Regions from separate parts of the Mus musculus genome. Here regions 1 and 3 are each linked to region 2. A link is a contact called in public HiChIP or PLAC-seq and promoter capture Hi-C data. All regions are on one chromosome and are shown on one strand. Each heading gives the region's core, a stretch centred on a gene start, on an enhancer-like site or on the middle of the called end of the contact. The rest is flanking DNA. Distances are from core to core; before and after follow the strand shown. Region 1 overlaps Crebl2 (cAMP responsive element binding protein-like 2). Region 2 holds the start of 4933406J09Rik (RIKEN cDNA 4933406J09 gene). Region 3 overlaps 1700055D16Rik (RIKEN cDNA 1700055D16 gene).

The links. Promoter capture Hi-C pulls out the DNA fragments that hold promoters and counts their contacts. HiChIP or PLAC-seq counts read pairs in DNA pulled down with a chosen protein or histone mark.
Region 1: a promoter capture Hi-C map of liver shows a contact between it and region 2, with 6 times the contacts expected there. The contact joins the enhancer-like site here to the promoter of 4933406J09Rik in region 2. A contact is called at or near these places in 10 of 39 promoter capture datasets (the 3T3-L1 cell line, 3T3-L1-derived adipocytes, the HPC-7 cell line and 5 more), 1 of 15 datasets of contacts at CTCF or cohesin (the NIH/3T3 cell line) and 1 of 9 other capture datasets (embryonic stem cells).
Region 3: a FOXA1 HiChIP or PLAC-seq map of pancreatic cancer cells shows a contact between it and region 2. The contact joins the enhancer-like site here to the promoter of 4933406J09Rik in region 2. A contact is called at or near these places in 9 of 39 promoter capture datasets (3T3-L1-derived adipocytes, cranial neural crest, embryonic stem cells and 5 more), 2 of 484 Hi-C or Micro-C datasets (both in embryonic stem cells), 3 of 115 datasets of contacts at active chromatin or transcription factors (embryonic stem cells and pancreatic cancer cells) and 3 of 9 other capture datasets (embryonic stem cells, macrophages and pancreatic islet).

The regions. Positions count from the first base shown.
Region 1 is chr6:134,857,798-134,862,641 of GRCm38.p6, forward strand. It overlaps Crebl2 (cAMP responsive element binding protein-like 2), which reads left to right. Exons shown (of 5, transcript NM_177687.3): 5 at 1-86. Among named protein-coding and RNA genes, the nearest start is that of Crebl2, 30 kb to the left of the region's middle. Within about 2 kb of position 1,439, at least 8 of the 459 cell types and tissues checked have an H3K27ac peak or open chromatin away from gene starts, as enhancers often do. A contact at or near this core is called in embryonic stem cells and liver, where this site is marked.
Region 2 is chr6:134,401,655-134,406,380 of GRCm38.p6, forward strand. 4933406J09Rik (RIKEN cDNA 4933406J09 gene) reads right to left here and starts at 1,761. Exons shown (of 9, transcript NR_153848.1): 1 at 1,211-1,761. All of the region lies in intron 2 of Bcl2l14 (BCL2-like 14 (apoptosis facilitator)), which reads left to right.
Region 3 is chr6:134,816,254-134,821,207 of GRCm38.p6, forward strand. It overlaps 1700055D16Rik (RIKEN cDNA 1700055D16 gene), which reads left to right. Exons shown (of 2, transcript NR_151454.1): 2 at 4,130-4,954. Among named protein-coding and RNA genes, the nearest start is that of Crebl2, 11 kb to the right of the region's middle. Within about 2 kb of position 3,703, at least 33 of the 459 cell types and tissues checked have an H3K27ac peak or open chromatin away from gene starts, as enhancers often do. A contact at or near this core is called in pancreatic cancer cells and pancreatic islet, where this site is marked.

The sequences.
Region 1 (4,844 bases), core at 189-2,688, 460 kb after region 2:
GTTCTGCCAGTGGGGCGACTCAGTCGTAGACTCTTACTTTGCAGAACTTTGTGTTGCTTTGTTTGTTACTTTTTGAATTCTCCAGGAAAAAAAAATGTTTTTAAAGCAAACATTCCAGGATGAGTGTGGCCTCTCAGTGGAATGTCTCACTGTGCTTGAAGCCTCTGCAGGTTGTACTTGTAGTTTCAGGGTCATCCCAGGTTGTCCTTGTAACCACACGGTCATCCACAAGTAGAAGAGATGGACTTTGGAGTGAATGTTGATTACGCTTTGAGTTTTCTCTAGGGCCTGTATCTCTTTAGTGTTTTGGAGCCATCAAACCAAGATAATGGCCCTCAGCATCTGAAGGGGGCATGGTGATTGCTCAGCTACTGTGCTGGCCCTTCTCCCGAATCTGTGATCTAATTAATCACTGTTCCAGATTCCAACAGCTGCAGCATCTCTTGTCACTCCCATCCATCGAGGCACTGCAGGCTAACTGCAGTTCCTTCCCAGAGGAGAGCAAGCTGGGAGGACAGAGCCCAAGGCCATTCTCTAGGGCAGGAAGAGGCCAAGTGCCTGGCTTCTTTTTTTTTTTTTTTTTTTCAGAGATTAAGGAGAAAATATATTTGCACATTCACACCAATCCAACTCTGCCACTCTAGCATCTGCTTCCCACGTACTGGAGCAACTGGTGCAATATGGAGTTGATCTGGTCAGGTCAACATTTAGGCTGTAGGTGAAGTTATTAATTTGTTTTCTGTCCTTATCTAAAATGTTCCTGGGATGCCCAAATCAGAGCTTTAGTGCTGCGGTCCCTGCCACTGCCTGCCTCGTGGACACGCTCAGCGGCACCAGCTGTAACTTCAGCGTCTTTGCCCCACAGTGGGTCTGCTTTGGCTGGTGATAGAAACACAGGTTTAAGCTGTGCTTTACTTTTAGTTAAAGTCAAGTAAGATCAACAAAAATAAATACTATTTTTCACAGAGATCAGCTGCATGCTGTGACAAATATTAAAGTACATATTTTGTTTTTTAAAAGATGAAAGATGATTAAACCACATGGTATTTGGGGGCAAATGAAGGATTTTTTTTCCTCAGAAAAGAATTGTACAATTATATTTTTATGAAAAATAAAGTATCTTCACCAAAATAACGTTCAGTTGCCTGTTTGACAGCACTGGGGTAACTGTGTACACCTACAGCCGCTAGAGCCGGACAGCCTGACTTCAGGCCCCACATGGTAGAACGGGGAGAACTAGAGTGGTGGGCTAACCTCTGCTTCCACGGTCAAGTGTGCTGAAGACTGCTTACTGCTCTTGTAGAAGACCCAGGTTCAGTTCCCAGCACCCAGGTAACTAACTACAGTTGCAGGAGATCCCATGAGCCCCTGCACATAGGTGTTGCATAGGCGTTCACTAAGGCAAGCACACAGACACATGATCCTTTCTTATTTAAATGTATGGGGCGGGTCCTTAGTCCATTTTCTGAGTCACAGGGGTATGAAAACCTGCCTGTTAAATAACACGGGATTGGCTTGGCAAGATGGTCAGCAGGTAAAGGCGCTTGCCACCACACTGACAACCTGAGTTGATCCCTAGAACCCACACATACAGCAGAAGGGAAAGCCCCCTCCCCCAAACTGTCTTTTGACCACACCCATAGACAAACTAAATAAATCTGAAAATAAAAATATTCACAGTATGTAAGGATTTAAGTTATCAAAAATAGAAGTGTTTGGGGCTGGTGAGATGGCTCGGTGGTTAAGAGCGCAGACGGCTCTTCCGAAGGTCCTGAGTTCAAGTCCTAGGAACCACATGGTGGCTTGCAACCATCTGTAATGAGATCTAACACCCTCTTCTGAAGTGTCTGAAGACAGCTACAGTGTGCTTACATATAATAAATAAATCTTAAAAAAAGATTTAATGAGCTCATATCAAAATGCAGTATTAGGATATTCCCAGGTGGTTTCTATATATTGTTATACTTATCCTTTGAGTTGGTATAATTGGAGGCTCTTTGTGGCAATAATAGCCTTCAATTAGTTAGGTTCATTTTAAGAACCACTTATTTACTCTCTGTCTTACTTGATTACAAGTGGTCATTAATCTGTCTGGACTGTCATGTAAAGTTTTGCTGAGTGTGCACTGCACAAAGTCACTCAGTTAAAGTGTCTGATGGGCCTGATCTCCAGATCCAGTTCCCCCTTAAGAAGCCCTCATGGAAGAAAACCTCCTACCATCTGCTCATTGAACCATTCCCGTTGCCTAGGCCTGCCTAGAACTTACTCAATCGGCACACCTTTTTATATTCCTCAACTCACTAGGGGTGCCTGTGTGAAAAGTATGCAAAATAATGGCATTTTACAGCTTGCTTTAACCCAAGTAAGTGTGCCTCTTCTCCCTGTTCAGTGACATCAGTTTGGTAGTTATTCAGCAGGGGTATAGGTGTGTGTACTCTGTGGATATAGGTGAATGCTACAGACCATGGACAGTCAGGCTCCGATGCACCCCTGGAAATGGCCAAAATGGGGGTCAATACAGCTCAGAACAGTACATCTGAGACACAGAGTATAGAGGGTGAAGAACTGGCTGAAGGAACTCAGACTGTAAACAGCACGGAGCTGTCCAGAAAGTCAGATTATGGCACAGGACACATTGTAGCTGTGACTGAAACTGTTGCAGCCCTGTCCCACTCTAGGAACCATGAGGCAGAAGATCAGCTGTGTTTATTTTTCTTTTCTATCTTTATTTAAACAGGGTTTCACTATGCAGTTCTGGCTGGCCTGGAGCTCGATTTGTAAACCAGGCTGTCCTGGAACTGAGATCGACATGCCTTGTTTCTTTGAGTGCTGGGATTAAAGGGCTATGCTACTATACCCAGCCTTCAGTTGAATTCTTAATCCTGGGGTCACCACAAACTCAACTAATCTACTACTTGCTTGTTACAGGGTCCCAAGCATGGCTGGGCTGTGCTGGGCTGTGCTGGGCTGGGCTGGAGTTAGGCAGTGAGCTGTGCCTAGCAGACTATTCTGTTGGATAAAGATCTGAACGGGAAAAGCCCAGTCCGGTCTCGTGTCCCTCAGCAACCTCTTCCTGGCAAGCACTTTCAAGACTCTGGGACCAATGACTCTGAACTGAGTCTGAAGGCCAGGACAGACCACCCAGGTCCACAGCCAGAGCACCCCTACTGGGACTACAGCAACAAACAGGAAATGATCCTCATTAAACTTGTCCCGCCCACTTTTAGCTAAAGGTAGAAGGTTCATTCTTAGCAACATCACAAGTTTGGGGCCAACCAGGTCTATATGAGATGCCAACTCAAAAAACACAAGAAGATCAATACATAGTTCTGGACCAGACAGGGCTATAGAGAGAGATCTTGTCTTAAAATAACCAAACAAAACAAAGAAGAGCAAAAATACTGATACAAACGTGCTGTTCAAGCTGGAGCAGCCAAACCCAAGAGCCACGGGAAGAGAAAGGAATATCAGAAAGACACAGCAAACATCCCTTCACGTCATGGCTCGTCTGTGAGGCCTGGGAGGAGATGCAAGTGGAGAATGCCCCGGGCCTTGTTAGAGTGACCCTCGTCGTTTAGTATTCCCAGCCAAAAAGGACAAAACTATGAGAACATGAGCTTTTCAACCAGAGAGATCAGGAACTCTGCCTAGTATGGAAAAAAAAAAGTCTTTGAAAACTCTAAAGCCTCCCGGAGCGGGACATCATGGGAGCGTCTTGAGGACAAATGCGGAAACGGGCCAGGCGCTGAACTCGATGGGTAGAGTGCTTGTCTGGCAGACACCAGCTCAAACGTCCCCGGCACCACACAGACAGGGTGTGAACACCTGCAATCCCAGCACGCAGGAGGTGGCAGATCAGAAGTTCAAAGTCACCCTGAGCAGGGTTCGAGGGACTGTGATAGACTCTTCTCAAAAGGAGGGAGAGAGCGAACCTAACAAATGAGACAGGAATTCATTAAACAGGGGGTGGGTACAGGCCAACTTGAAGCACAGAGCAGGGAAGGCTGTCATCAGACCCTTGTCAATCTTCTGCACTTTCTTTTCTCAATGAGCCTGGAAATCACTGGTTTCCCGCCATCAGGTTCCAGGGATCTCCTGTGGCCACCTATCCAGTGCTGGGTTTAGAGATGGGAACCAGAGCCAGGTTGCCATGACTACATAAAAGAACAGTATCCACCTTACTGCAGCGTCTCTGGAACGTTTCCCTAAAGGAGCATCAGTCTTCTGCATCTACGCTTTGGTTAGTAAAGTGCTGGAAGGCCATGTCGACTGTTGCATGCTCCAAACCACATGATGTCCTCCGACCTCCAGGTCTGCCTCCTCAGCCTGCGTTTGGTCACCCTGGGGAGCTAAAATCCCACGTCCTTCAAGTATGAAGGCAATCCAAACTCTGTAACGTCTACTGTATAACTCAGAGCTGATGGAGTCAGTCACTAAAGCAATACCTTTGTTTTGACTTGGTTTGGTTTGGTTTTTGTTTTCCCACACACTCCTGTAGCCAATCCTGGCCTTGAATTCCTAACTCTCTTGTCTGTACCTCCCACATGCTGGGGTTATAGACATGGGTTTAGATAAGGGTTATAATAGACACACACACACACACACACACACACACACACGCGCGCGCGCCACAGCATGCATAGAGATCAGAGTTCAAACGATGGGAATCTGTTTTCTCCTTCCACCTTGTGGGTTTAGGGGACCAAACTCAGGAGCCAGGCTCAGTGTCAAGCACCCTTAAACACTGAATCATCTCACTGGACTCCAAAAACCCTCTTAAAAGAGGCTTCTGCGAAAGAATAGATAGCACTTCTTGACATGTCCACACTTGGGAAAAGTCCAGA
Region 2 (4,726 bases), core at 511-3,010:
GTTTCTGAAACACCAGCTTTGTACCCCGACACCTGACAAGTGCTTCCCACGAAAACCTTGGTCATTTGGTCTTTACACAAAGTCAGATCTTTCTGTCTTCTCTTAATAAACTAGGAAACAGAGGCTAGTGTGGTTAAGGGAACTGTTCGTAAGCTATTTAGAGAGTTAGAAGTATGGCTCAGTGGCAACCATGAGTCTGTACAGACTTCAGTTTGGATGCCCAGAAAAACCTCGGCATGGTGGCCCACATCTGTAACCCAGCGCGGGGGACAGAAGCATGCAGAACTCAGGGGCTTGCTGGATGGCTAACTGAGGCAGCAAGCCCCAGGTTCAATGAGAGACTACAATAAAGTGGAAAAACAATGAGGAAGAGAGAGGAAAGAGAAAGGGGGAGCGAGGGAGGGAAGAAGGGAGGGGGAAGAAGATGGAGAAAGGGAGAGCATCCAGTTGGGAAATGACAGACCCAAGGCTCACATCTAGAACTCTCACCTGACTCTGTGGTCCATATCCCTCCCCAAACTCCTCTTCCCATCATCTGTGAATTCATCACTACCCAAGTCAATCATAAAAAAAATGTCAAACAGATTCGAGGACAGTGCTCAAAGGTGAATTTCAAACCTCCCACTGTATATTTGCTGGTTATTCACAGTCAGGGGTGAGGCATTTTTCACAGAATGTTGGACTTGTTGCCCACACTCAGACACCCAAGCCAGTGCAAGCCAATGGTTCTTATTCCACACCTGCACACATCACACTCTGGGTAGCAATGAGAAGCCACCCGAGGAGTTTTACATCTATACCTGTTTTGTCATTGTCCAACTCATCCCCGTGCACATCCTGAGACCTTTGACCCCTAGTTATAGAACATGCATTGCAAATGTTCTTCCCTAACTCTGGGATTTTGTTCTCTGGGTGGTGTAAGAGTTGAACTCAGTGTCTCAGATACACTAGGCAGGCACTCTGCCGCTGAGCTAGCCCCAGCCCTCCTCACAGAACACACGAAACTCACTCATCCTCCATATAACTATCCTCTAATAACTCAGTTGTTTAGTGTGAGGCTTCTGAACTGCCAACTCCCCAACACTGTGAAGGTCAGCCCGCTCCTCCAACACCTCTCGACAGTAACCCATTCTTGGTTTATTTTCTATGGCTGCGATAAAGCCGGCATGACCAAGAGCAGCCTAGAGAAGAAAGGGTTAATTTGACTTACCATGACCTGATCGCTGAGGAAAGCCAAGGAAGGGATCTGGAGGCAGAAACTGAAGCGGAGACCTGAGAAACTGCCTTGTTCCCCACACCTTGCTCAGCTGGCTCTTTTCTGTAACAGAGGATCGCCTCTCCAGCTTGTCATGCGGCTTGTTCACATCTTCACAGATCAGGAAACAGAAAGCTCCTGTAGGAAATAGAGGCCCAAGGCCCGACCTGAATCCTTCTAAGGATTTCTTAACCTTCGAAAAACAGCGCCACCTACTGGGCACGAATGTTCAAGCACATGAGCCACGGAGGACACCAAACTTCACCTCCTTCGCATCCCTCATCCAGTCAGAGGCACAATGAGTAACAGAAATGACTCCAATGCATCCAAATGTGCCTCAGGCAACCAAGCCTATAGTCCAAGGTGAAGATTCGGTGGGGCTGAAAGCCAAAGAACTTAAATGATTTAACTAAGGGTTAAATTAATTTAAAGTAAAATCATATGTTGTAAAGAACTGGTGTCAGATTGGTCCCTTCAACATTCCACCGTGGATAGGGGAGGCTCCTGAGGCGTCCACCCACCCCACCCCACCCTGCCAAGGAGCTAGTGGCAGTTAACAGTTGCTGGGGTGAGGGTGCCATTTCTTCAGTGGTGTAGCCACTGGTAAGTTGCCCCTGCTTTAATTAAATGACCCACCCCATAGCCATGATCACACAAGCAGCCCTCGTGGGGCTAAAAAAGGCATGGGAAGAAGAAAGTCAATACAAGCGTGAGGGAGAACGGTAATAGGGTAAGACTATGACCACAATATGTTGTACACTCGTGTGAAAGTGTAAAAATAAATGTATTTGGCTTGACTGACACATTAAAAAGAGCTTATTTCAAATGCCTTCTGTAACACCGAACCGAAACCAATACAATATTCTCTCCGGTTTGAAGGAGACCTTCTAACACTAAGCATTTATAGTCAGATAAGGACTGCTGAGATGATGTACAAACAGGACAAACTGGAAAAGCTGCTCTCTGCAGGACAACAAAGGAACGCATTCTGCAGGAACCGGTTCTCGTTTTCATGGGAGGTATTGTGTTTACATTACCCTCATTTTCTACACATTAACTTGCATCTCCATAGACTTGCAATGTGGACGAATCTAGAGCACGCAAGGGTCAGGCCTCTAGGAACCAGACGGTTTCCAAACTCCCAACCACCCACTGAGGAGATATCACCAGGCTTTTACCTGTTTCAGACAGTGTAGTATTTTTCTGCTCCAGAGTCAAGTGGCAATGATCCTGGTTCTAGATAAGAAGACAAAGAGTTAATCAAAGACATCTAAATAGTGACAGGAAAGATAGTCAGGGTCTGGGCTCTATAGACAGACAGCCTGGGCTCTCTTCAACCTCAGCTTAGCCGCATATGTCACCTTAAGCAATTCGGTGCCTCGGTTTTCTTATCTGTAAGTTGGGCATAACTATAAACACTCTCTACACAGCTGAGTTTTAAGAAGAAGGAGAAGAAGAAGAAGAAGAAGAAGAAGAAGAAGGAGGAGGAGGAGGAGGAGGAGGAGGAGGAGGAGGAGGAGGAGGAGGAGAAGAAGAAGAAGAAGAAGAAGAAGAAGAAGAAGAAGAAGAAGAAGAAGAAGAAGAAGAAGAAGAAGAAGTGACTCCAAAAAATCCCAGCTATTGTAATGACACCTCTCTGCAGCCCGAGACTATGAAAACATGCTTCTGTTTATTTTTAAAGTTGATGACCGACTAGGTCGAGAAGTCTCTCTTGATGACCATAAATTCGACAAGATGGATGTTCGCTTTCTCCAAGTTTCTCATTGCCTCTCCTAGAGTAGACACAGACTCATTGTCAGTCAGGTGTAGACCAACATTTGCCCTCATGGCTTCCGGTAGAGGAAGAGGTGATATTAGCGTCAAGTCTGAGATGTTCTTAATTGTGGAGTCCTCAAAGGAAGTTGGGGATAGCTAAATCCACCACAATTCTATCCCGCCTCTGTGCCTGGACGACCCTGATGGAAGTTCAATGCTTCTGGCTCTGGCCTTGCCTCTTACTGCACCAGCAACACCATCACTGCTCAGCCTCAAACACAATTTTGGATTTACTGACAAGTATGGGGGTGGGGAGGCATCCCTCCCACATTCTCTTTCTGGGTTCTTCCATACTAAAAGATATAACTAACCAAAGAAAAATTAGTTTCGAGAAACATGCACTACACAGATTCCAGGAGAATTGAGTAGTGAAAAACCCTGTGTCTGAGCCAGATTTGGGGATGCGCATCAGGAAACGGAAGCAGGAAGATCACAAGTTCAAAGCCAGTGGAGCTACATAGCAAGACCTCATCACAAAAAACTAAAAGGAACTGGTTGTGGTGGCACACACCTTTGATCCCAGCACTTGAGAGGCAGGGGCAGCTGGATCTCTGTGAGTTTGAGGTCAGCCTGGTCTACAGAATGAGTTCCAGGTCAGCCAAAGCTACATTCACAGAGAAACCCTATTTAAAAAAACAAAAAAACAAAAAACAAAAAACAAAAAGATAAATAAGTAAATAAAAAGAAGAAAAGAAAAAGGAAAAACAACATAAACCCACAAGAGTCAAGAGTTTACATCACATCTTAACAACAAAAATAAAACCTATCAATTTGGAGGAACGTAGCAAGCAAAGGAGAAGGTTCTAGAATTTCAAGGGCAGCTGACTGTGGAAAAGCAGTGAAGTAAGAGCAGAGTGCACGTCAGCAGGGCCTGGTGCTGTCCTACCTAGACTGGTAACGACCAGTCTAGATCAGGTCCCAGTGAGAACCTTCCTGCCCTTCCTCACAGAGCGGGGAGGGAGAAGAATCTACCTGTGCCTGTTTTGTCAACTCAAAATGCCCTGTCATAGTGAAGTGCTGTGGGGTGGCATCTCCTAAGCCCTTCAGGGACAGCAGTATAAAACCTGGAACAAAACCTGGACTCATTACCAAGATGACAGGAAGAATGGAACCACAATGATATAAAGATATTTGCTATGGAATGAATGAATGAATGAATGAATGAATTCTCATAAGCATCTTTATTTTATGTGTCCTTTTTAGGTTGTACATGTTTTCTACTGCAGTATGTATACTATTAGGACTGAGAGGAAAGTAGTTTTCATATCAGGTTAATACAAAAAACGTGTTGAGTCTGTCACCGTGGTGTGCCAGCTTCTTAGGCGCAGGAGACCCGAGTGTGTCTGTAGACAGACCTTGTCTTTGCTGAGCTCGCCTCCTTGTCTCTTAGTTTCCAACACCTTTTGCTTTGTGGAACTGTTCTTCTTTTGTGACAAAGTCTCATGTTGCCCAGAGTCCTCAGACTCACTACCTAAGGAAATTTGTTTTGTTTTGTTTTGCTTTGGTTTTTTGAGACAAGGTTTCTCTGTGTGGCCCTGGATGTCCTAGAACTCAGTCTGTAGAGCGGTCTGGCCTCGAACTAACAGAGATCTGCCTGCCTCTGCCTCTTGAGTACTGGGATTAAAGGTGTGTGCCACTACTGCCCTGCCCATTAGG
Region 3 (4,954 bases), core at 2,453-4,952, 420 kb after region 2:
CATCGGGCAGAGAGTGCCTGGCAGGAAGCAAGTCATTGGCCTGGGTGAGACTTACATCAGAGTTCCCGCACAGGCGTGGGTTATTGAAGAGGCCCTTGCACTTTAACATTTGTTTCTGTATTATACATATCATACATATGGCCAAACATAATTCAAAAAATTGCCCTGAGTGAAACATGGAATGCTAGGCACACGTGAAAAGACTGATGCCACCGTGGCTCCCAAACCACATACAGTCTCCTAAGCTGGCCATTCAAAGTGCTTCCTCACCGGTCACTTACCCACTTCTTTGCCCTTAGCTCCTGACTGATTTTTACCTCTGGATGTCTGCTACACCCAAACCTGCTCGTTTGGGATTCCCCACTCTACTCCAATCCACTGTGCCTTTACAAATATTTCTATACCTACCTGCTTGAAAACAAACAAACATACAAACTTGTATTCCTTTTTTGAACTTGCCGTGTTTCCTATTTTCTTTATGCTGTATTATCTTAACACACTATCCTGCAGCTGTTCATGAAATACTCATTTATAAGAATGTAAGGGAATCTCTACATTCCCACTATAGCTCCTTGAGGGTAGAGACCCAGTTTAGTGTTCAGTTATTGGTGTGGGTGTACACGCACATGTATTCTCTCTCTCTCCCTACCTCTATCCTGTTCTTCCCACCCCCACCCCCACCCCCACCCCCATCCTCCAGTCTCTAGTGCACATATGGAAGTCAGAAGACAACTTTCGGAGTCAGTTCTCTCTTTCCACCATGTAGGTTGGAGAGAACAAACTTGGGTCATCAGGCTTGGCAGCAGACACGTTTACTCCCTGAGCCATCTTGCCTGCCCTGGAAGATGTCTGTGTAGTGATGACACTTCTTGATACAGACAAGCTAGGTATAAGCTGCACCTCTCTTTAACTCTGAGTCCCTGTGGAAGGGCCTCACTCTCCAAGGCTTTGGCACTGAGATTCCTGTATGGACTCGTTCAGTGTGGACTACACAGCTAGCAGCAGCTTGCACAGGGAAGGGCTGCTTTCAGACGCACCAGAGCACCGGCTATGTCATTCCAGCCTTGACAGGAGCCTCAGGCAGGTGCTTGAACTTTCTTCCCTTCGCATAGCAAGCATCTCTCCAAACAAGCTTGGATGGCAACTTGTTTTCTTTGGCAAAATGATTAATGGGGAAAATGACTCATACGCCTGGTTACAGTGACATTTCTAATAACAGTGTCTTTTTGTTTATGGAGCACCGGGTAAAAATACCCAGGAATTTACTACCAGCGGGAGGACCACCTGTCTGCTGGAGGCACTGAAAAGGAAAAGCTGGGAAGGCAGCGTCCTGGAAGGGTACCCAAGAGGGTCTAAGTCTGTCACAGCCTCCTCCCAACTCCCCACAAATGACCCGAGCTTAGCAATAGCACCTGTGGAAACAAAGACAAATGCCTAGGGCTGGCTGGGGACCTAGATACCCTACAGGCAGCTAGAGAAACTTCCAGAAGCTTGTCTCATGCCTGGGTGTGGCAGAGCAAAGGAGCTGGGCAGCCAGGAGAGCCAAACATCCAAACTGAGGGGTAGAAACAAGGGAAGTTGGTGGGGCAGAAACACGTAATATGACTGGAAAAGCCAAGCAAGGGTAGTTAGACCACACCCCACCGTGCTTAGGACCCTGCAGTGTGGGATGAGCTAGGGTGGGGAGGAATGAGTTCTGATGGAAAGGAGGTACCATCTGTCCTCTGGAAGCTACAACAGGGCAGGCAGGTAAGAAGCAGGTACCGGTCTTCATCTGCACGAACAGAATGAAGAAGGACAACAAATTCCATGCTGATTGAGAAAGGATGCCAATTAAGGAGACATGCCAGAGCCTGGAGTTTTTTAAAGATAAAGCTAAGCAAGCTAGAGATACTCTTTAAGAATCATGGAAAGAATAATTCCCAGCAGCCTATTCTCTTAAAAATTAATAAGGAGCCAAGCATGTCGTGCAGGCCTCTAACCCCAGGACTCAGGTGGCAGAGAAGTCTGAGTTCAAGGGCCTCTTGGTCTTTACAAAGTGAGTTCCAGGCCAGTCATGGCTACACAGAGACACCCTGTCTAGAAACAAACAAACAACAACAACAAAGAATAAAGAAGCACAATACCAGGGGCTGGAATGTCACACCGAGGTAGAGTGTTATCTATAGGTCTGGGTTCCTTCCCCAGCATCAAGACAGTTTATAAAGGAGATGGATGGCTGGGGAGATGGGAAAGTGCTTAAGCATATTTACGTTTTATTCAACTTGACACAAGCTAGGTCATCCCAGAGCTCCTAAAGGGAGATGGGAAGAAACAACAGGGGGATCCTGGTAAGCCTGTGGAACAGCTAGCCTAGCATATGAAACCACAAACAAGAGACCCTGGCTCAAGCCAGCTGAAATCAAGCAGTTATACCAGAGGGTGTCCTCTGAAGTCCACATAAACACCCTCACATATAATAAGCACACACACACACACACACACACACACACACACACACACACACACACACTTTAAAATTCCTGTTAAGCTAGGTGCTGTGTAACCAGGAGCCCAACATCATCCTCAGATACATAGCAGGTTCAAGGTCATTCAGGATTACATAAAACCCTGTTCTAAATAAATAAATAAATAAATAAATAAATAAATAAAGCCTCATGCTGTATTACAAAATGAGCCCTGTAGCAGAACTAATTAGTTCTGACTATTCTCTCTTATTAGGGAAACATAGTGATTATTTAAATAACTAAAGAACAAAAAGAAACAAAGTTCACTGGCAATAGAAAGTATGTGCTTCGGTACAGGCCTTTATTTCCAGCACTTGGGAGGCAGAGATAGGCGGGTCTCTGGGAGTTCTAAGACAGCCTGGCATATGAGTTCCAGGATAGCCAAGGCTCTTACAAAGAGAAATCCTCTCTCAAAAAACAAAACCAAAGAGGGAGGGAGAAAGGAAGGAAGGAAGGACAAACTTAACTATGCAAAACCCCTGAAGAGTTCTGTATTTACTTGTCCAAAATTTTTAGCAGAAAGCTCTAGAAAAATACCAGTTTGGGCCCCAAAAGGTGGCTCAGACAGTAAAGTTCTTGCTATGAAAGCCTAATAGCTTGAGTGTGACTCTCAAACCCACAGAAAGGTAGAAGAGACTCAGCTCCACAAAGTTCTCTCTGATCTCCATATGCACACTGTGGCGTCTGTACTCACTCGTGTGTACACACACACACACACACACACACACACTCACACTCATGATGATGATGACAATGATGATGATGATGATGATGATATCTGGTCAAACCAAGTCTGAAAACAGGTATAAAAAGAGACTATTTGCCTGGCCGTGGTGGAGCATGCCTTTAATCCTAGGATCTCTGTGAGTTCAAGGCCACTGGTCTACAGAATGAGAAAGAGTAAAAGAGAGAAAGCCAGTGAGAGAGAGAGATGGAGATGGGAGAGGGAGAGGGAGAGGGAGAGGGAGAGGGAGAGGGAGAGGGAGAGGGAGAGGGAGAGGGAGAGGGAGAGGGAGAGGGAGAGGGAGAGGGAGAGGGAGAGGGAGAGGGAGAGCAAAAGAGCTAGATTCTTCATTCTTAGATTCAAAACAAACAAAAAGGCTGAGGACGTGGCTCAGTTGGAACAGCTTGCTTAGCATGCACAAAGCTCTTGTTCAACCACCAGTACTATAAAAACAAACAAATCAGGGTAGCAAAGCCGTGACTCATCCGTCACATGAAGAGATGCAGCAGAAACAGTTCAGGTGAGCACCCTAGGAAGAGCAGTGAGGAAAACTCCACTGGGTGGCAAAATCCTATTGATTTAACTAGAGTGTTTTGAGACAGGGTCTCGTGCTGTCAAGGCTGCTCTTGGTCGTTCTGTTTCTACCTTCTGAGCTCTGAAATCACAGGCATTATATCATCATATTGCACTAAGACCTTTCTCTCTATGTGTGCATTTGTTGTGAATGTGTGTGTGTGTGTTGAGTATGTTTTGAATATTTTAAATTTATTCTTTGACAAGTTGACAATTTCAAACATGTATACAATGTATCTTGTTTGTATCCAACAGAAATCCCCATGGCTACTCCTCTGGGTTTCCCTAATATTTTCTCTTCCTACCTTCCTGTCTTTCTTTTTAGAGCCTATTGAGTCTGGCTAGCACTGCCTGCATGCACATGACTGTGGAGCCATCCACTGGAGCCTGGGTAACGTAACAATAGACACACTCCTAAAGAAAAATGACTCTCCTGCTCATCAATTGAACTTGTGGATTGCCAACAGTTCCTCGGCTGTGGGAAAGCCTCGTGAACTCCTCTCCCCTCCAGGCTGGAATGTTGACTGACTTGATCTCATGCAGGTCTTGTGCTGGTAAGCACAGCTGTTGTGAGCTCATGAGTGCCATAGCCATGCCATGCCCATAAAAGCATTTCACAGCACCCCTCCCTGACCTTCCACTCTTGCGTTATTTCTGCCCCATCTTCCTTGACAGTCCTTGAGTTGTGGGTGGAGGGGTTGTAGGACTGATATAAACGTCCCGTTTGGGGGTGAGCTCTCAAGAGTCCCTTATCCTCAGCATTTTGACCAGTAATCAGGTTGAGAGCAGCACTAATGTATGGTTATAAATGTAAATATTTTAGAAGGCTGTTTGACAGCATGTCCATTTAGCAAATAAGAGTAGAGGTTCCTCTATAGCCATGAGCTTTAGACCATAGTACCAGGCATGGATTGTCTCCTGTAGAGAGAATTCCTTCCTCAAATCTAAGCAGGAAACAGTTGGTTATCTCCACAGTAGCTATGCTGCTATTGCACAGGTAGGCACACTTTGCCTGGCAGGCCGGCGTTGTAATATGCAGGATCCACTGCTGGGTAAATCCACTGATGGCTCTTCTTCCCTAGTGGGGCTGCAGAGTATCTTCCAGCACTGTGAAACATGACCAGCAGGGAAAAGGTTTTCAGGTCAGTCC